2 separate regions of the Arabidopsis thaliana genome follow, and region 1 is linked to region 2. Evidence: chromatin contacts called from public ChIA-PET data. All regions are on one chromosome and are shown on one strand. Each heading gives the region's core, a stretch centred on a gene start, on an enhancer-like site or on the middle of the called end of the contact. The rest is flanking DNA. Distances are from core to core; before and after follow the strand shown.

The links. ChIA-PET counts read pairs in DNA pulled down with a chosen protein or histone mark.
Region 1: an H3K4me3 ChIA-PET map of shoot shows a contact between it and region 2, with 13 read pairs. The contact joins the promoter of GALS2 here to the promoter of AT5G44580 in region 2.

Annotation. Positions count from the first base shown.
Region 1 is chr5:18,019,908-18,022,863 of TAIR10.1, reverse strand. GALS2 (glycosyltransferase family protein (DUF23)) reads left to right here and starts at 1,356. Exons shown (of 2, transcript NM_123834.2): 1 at 1,356-2,811. The coding sequence starts at 1,598.
Region 2 is chr5:17,977,607-17,980,400 of TAIR10.1, reverse strand. It overlaps AT5G44580, which reads right to left and starts at 1,252. Exons shown (of 3, transcript NM_123825.5): 1 at 957-1,252; 2 at 689-772; 3 at 1-314. The coding sequence starts at 1,074. The coding sequence ends at 220. It overlaps AT5G44578, which reads right to left. Exons shown (of 3, transcript NM_001344566.1): 2 at 2,144-2,377; 3 at 1,758-2,025. The coding sequence ends at 2,268.

The sequences.
Region 1 (2,956 bases), core at 107-2,606, 42 kb before region 2:
TCGTAACTTGAAGATATAAAAAAAATTAGATAATTTATCATATGTTTATATCTAAACACCTTAAAATTTAAGTGAAAAACAAACAAATTGTAAGATGTTTCGGAAGCTAATCTTGTTCGTGACCATAACTAAAGTAAGCGATTTTGACAAATATTCATATGATAATAATACCGGTTTATTAAGTGACTATCTTTTTTAGTTGTTAAAACAAGCTCAAATGAAACATAATTACAAGCCTAAACCAAAAGTTTTACAAAATACAAGCCCAACAAGTATTCTAGTTTGAGATTGAAATAGTTAATAACTTTTCTACCGGATCTGTAAAAAAAATAAAAAATGACGGGACGAAAGTAAATAAATGTTCATCTAAATTTTATTTATTTTATACGTAAAGGATAATGATGAGTCTTCTAGATTCTGAAAACAGTAGCCTGCTTTTTTCGACCGTTTGCTATGCTTCTAAGCTAAAAGTAAAAAAATAGAAAGCATCGTTGAAAGAGAATGATAAATTTACATGGCAGGTCACAAAGCTGACACGTGTCGTACACATGTTAGTAGGTGATGACGTGTTATAATATTTTGGCAGAGAGCGAAATCCCATGCGTCGGTAAAGGAAACAAAAAAGCATGAGTCGTTTTAAAAGTCTTCTAATCGTCAGACTCTTTTCTTTTTCTCTAGTTATTATATTATTAAAATTCACTATTTTCTGTGTATTTTTTCTCGTGACTTTAAAACAGTAATCTGCAACAACAACAAAAAAACATGATTCAATGTTACACGAGAAAAACCAGTGAGTTATAAATTAAATTCTTACTAAATTGCATAAAAGTTCGATGACTAAATTATAAGGCTGTTAGTTGAAATTGGAGAAGTTAGAGGACCGATTTTGTAAATAGCGTAACATAAAAGAAAAGACGACAAAATTAGTTATAAAAAAAGCTAAAACCTTTTTATTCTCTCTCAATCCAACTCATTTTGGCTGCTTAATAAATTACTTTTATTCTCTTTATAAATACATAACATGCTGTTTAGCACATGTATAGTTTTCTTCGAACAAATTAAATATAGTTTCTTCAATAGAATTATCTTTGAAGCTTTTCAATATTAATCGAAAAATGACAAGAAAAATGAATAAAATAAATTAGTTTCTAATAATGGCATATATATATAAATGGAGAATTCTAACAGCAACAAAGAGTCTCTATTTATAATTTTCATTTCTGAACAATAAATTCACATGAATAATTTTTGTTACAAAAATATATTACTAATTAATAATATGTAAAATGTATATAATATTTGAAGGAAAATTTGAACAAACTGTGCAATTTATTTTTAATTTTATGATATTACAACACAACTACATATTTACCTAATTTTTTATGATTATACTAGTAAACACAAAAAAGTGTTTTTTAATTTACGTATTCATAAAATTAAAAATTATAAAATGAGACTCTTCAATCTTCATTACTGTTAAATTCTCCAAATTTTTTCTTCTCTCTCTCTTCCCTCTGTCGCTTCACTTTCCCTCTGCTTCATAGTTCATACGATTCTTCGATTCGTCTTCTTCAATCAGTGAAGAAGAACTCAAAAGATGGCTAAAGAGAGAGACCAAAACACTAAAGACAAAAACCTCCTCATCTGTTTCTTATGGAACTTCTCCGCCGAGCTTAAGCTAGCTCTAATGGCGTTACTCGTTCTCTGCACTTTAGCTACTCTCCTCCCTTTTCTACCTTCTTCTTTCTCCATCTCCGCTTCCGAACTCCGTTTCTGCATCTCACGCATCGCCGTAAACTCCACCTCCGTCAACTTCACCACCGTCGTCGAAAAGCCAGTCTTAGATAACGCTGTCAAGTTAACTGAGAAGCCGGTGTTGGATAACGGCGTTACGAAACAGCCGTTAACTGAAGAGAAGGTGTTAAATAACGGCGTTATTAAACGGACGTTTACTGGTTACGGCTGGGCAGCTTATAACTTCGTGTTAATGAACGCTTACAGAGGCGGCGTTAACACATTCGCCGTTATCGGTTTATCATCTAAACCACTTCACGTTTACTCTCATCCCACTTACCGTTGCGAATGGATTCCACTAAACCAATCCGATAACCGGATTTTAACCGACGGTACCAAAATCTTAACCGATTGGGGTTACGGTAGAGTTTACACAACCGTCGTCGTAAACTGTACTTTTCCGTCAAACACCGTGATAAACCCTAAAAACACCGGAGGTACTCTTCTCCTCCACGCAACCACCGGAGATACAGACCGGAACATCACCGATTCAATTCCGGTACTCACCGAAACTCCAAACACCGTCGATTTTGCTCTCTACGAATCCAATCTCCGCCGGCGAGAGAAGTACGATTATCTCTATTGTGGATCTTCTCTCTACGGCAACTTATCACCACAGAGAATCAGAGAATGGATCGCTTACCATGTAAGGTTCTTCGGTGAAAGATCTCATTTTGTTCTACATGACGCCGGAGGGATTACAGAGGAAGTGTTTGAGGTTTTAAAGCCATGGATAGAGCTTGGGAGAGTTACTGTTCATGATATTAGAGAACAAGAGAGATTTGATGGTTATTATCATAATCAATTCATGGTGGTGAATGATTGTTTGCATAGGTATAGATTCATGGCGAAGTGGATGTTTTTCTTCGATGTTGATGAGTTTATTTATGTTCCGGCGAAGAGTTCGATTTCGTCGGTGATGGTATCTTTGGAGGAATATTCTCAGTTTACTATTGAACAGATGCCTATGAGTAGTCAGCTTTGTTACGACGGTGATGGTCCGGCGAGGACTTACAGGTAAATTTCAAAGTTTGGGTTTTTATTTGATTAATCATAGATTTGGTTTAAGCATTTAGAATCTGATTCATTTACATGTAAAAAGAGCTTTTTTTTTTGTACACTTTTGTCATTAGTGTGTTTCAGTGCTTGGTCCATGTGGGTG
Region 2 (2,794 bases), core at 3-2,502:
AAATACATATTATATTTTAAACACACATTTTGGATATTATTTAAGAACACTAGAAATACTGGACCAACACACATATTATACATTACATATTCGAGAAATGAAAAACTTGGCTTGTGAAAACAGAAATTAAACATATACTACACCAACGCATACGTTATACGTGATCGAGAATTAAAAGCTTCGCTTGTGAGTCCTTGATTACACATTAATATATATATACTAGGGGGCTGGAGTGCGACCCCCACCATGCCCACTGCCTGATGGTCCTGTAAATATGTCTCCATTGGGTCTATATATACTCATCAACTTCCTCCCTACAATTCATATTTATGAATTTTTAAAGAGAAAAGGCAGCAAAATATTATAAACGAATTATGCAATGAAATCGGAGTCTAAAATTTGAAAATAGCCGGAAAGAAACGTTGAAGCTTTATAAGAAAAAAAGGAGATAGTGTTAATAGTAGAAAACCATTATCAGCCTATTTTCTTTAGTACACATACATACACCCATTAAACCATTATAATTTAGGAGAATTAATTATGTAAGAAAAAAACATAACATTTTTATTTATATATATATATATATATATATTATAAACACTCTTTTATACTTTAATTTTAAGAATCTGTACTTTATAATTTTTTCGGTAAAAGTTGATAAGAAAATAAGTAAAGAGGAGGGACATACCATTACTGCCTGGAGCGTGGTCACTAGTTGATGATGGTGTTCCTATGGCACTGTTGGGCTTATAATAATTCATCCGCTTCCTCCCTATACGTATTTATTACAAGTGAAAGGTAAGCTTGAAATGAAGTTGCAACTGATCGTAGTTAAGCACTTCCCGGTCAATGATCTATCTATTGAAAGTTCCATGAATAGACTATTTCGCATCAATTAACACTTAGACAATCTGATGTATATGTGGATGTTATATGATTGTTAAAACAATACTAACCCAAGAACAGTTCATGGTGATAAGGAAGAGCAGATTCGGTACGAGAAAGAAACGTACAAAGAAGCAAAAACACAATGAGCAAATGAATAAATTTTGAAGAAAACTTTTTTCTTTCCATCTCTTTTTCTCTCTTTGTTTTCTTGATTGTAGACTATTATTTATAAATCCCAATGAAAAGTGAACATTCCAAGAAGTGTTGAAAAGATAAGAAAACCCCAAAAATATTAATTTTCTCCACCACTCAGTTTTTATTGATTAATTTGACCTCTTGTGGAAAGATAATTGACACTCTTTTTTCTCATTGAATTTTATTTTATTAGAAAGTACAATGAATGAAGACTAATAGCCAAAATGACCTTGTTCTTTCTCTTGTTTCTTTTTTTCATTACTAATTATAAGCTTTTGAACTGGTGTTTTATTCTCAGTATATCAACATATAGAGATAGTTTCCATGTTAAAATATTTCTACATAATATGTCTTGCATTTTTCTGAGACTAGTTTCAAGGTCTCTAGTTTGTTACTTGTTGCAAGCCATACTTGACACCACATGTGTTGTCTGAGTCAAGCTGTTTTGTTTTGATATTTTTTTTTTTTCCATTTTGGCTAATTTTTGACATGATGATAAATACATAGGTAAGACTTTTCTTTTTTTTCGTTAAAATATATGTAAGAATTGCTTTTATTATAACTCTGCATCGGGTGGTCTCCATATACGTTTGGACTTTGTTGCTTTCTCTTGTGTTAACGAATAATATTTTATGAATCTCATTGCTTTCGAGCATTATTTAATGTTTTGAAATGAAAATTATTGCTTAAAACACTTAAAATATACCATATTATATTACAAAAGTACATATATAGGACTTAAGAACACATAAACTTAGAGTTACATTCATAGCTATATAGTTTTTATTTTTCAAAGCCTAATGGCCTCGAATTATTTGAAAGATAATAATTGCTCAAACTAAGGAGAGGAAACATGTTCAATGCTGCTACCACCATGTCCACTATGTGATGGTCCAGTGCCTATTTCACTATTTGGCTTATAATAAGTCTCCCCTCTCTTCCCTATAAATAATATTTAAAATACATCGAAGTTAGCGATTTATAATAGACGAATAATCAGGTATGTGCCAATTTTAGAAAGTATTATAAATGATTAAAATCTTAAATAAAGTGTCCTAACCTGTAAATATTTCTACATCAAATCTTGATGAGAAGAAGTGAATAATTATTTGACAAGAAAACTGTGGATAATTTGCAAATATAAAACGAGATCGATAGCTGAATATATTAAGAAGATATGAATACTATACTACTATATGAGTACCTTTCTGATTACTATCTTTACTTTTTAAGGGTGGTGGTTTCACATATATGCCACCATACGGATACGGAATGTTCGCCATCATTCTCCTCCCTGTATTTATATTTTGAAAATAAAATATTGTAGATTTTAAGGAAAAAAATATCTAGAGGAAATATTTATTTGAACAAAAAAAAACATAGAAACGTGAATACGATATATGCGGATATCCTTCTCTTTCTTTCTCATTAAGGCCATAAACACGGTGTTAATTTATATTAAATATTTTCAATATTAAATTTTGTTATTTCCTAAAAACCAAATTAGCAGTATTTAAATCGTATTTATAATATATACGATAGACATATATTGTAAGAATAAAAACAGCGACGAAAAAACATGATTTTTTTTCTTTATATATATTATATATTTTCTGCAATGGCATAAATTGAAATGTTAATAAGACAAATTTTCTATTCGAAACATTTTCATGAGATTCGATGTGGTGTTGACTCCTTTAGTCAAATATTT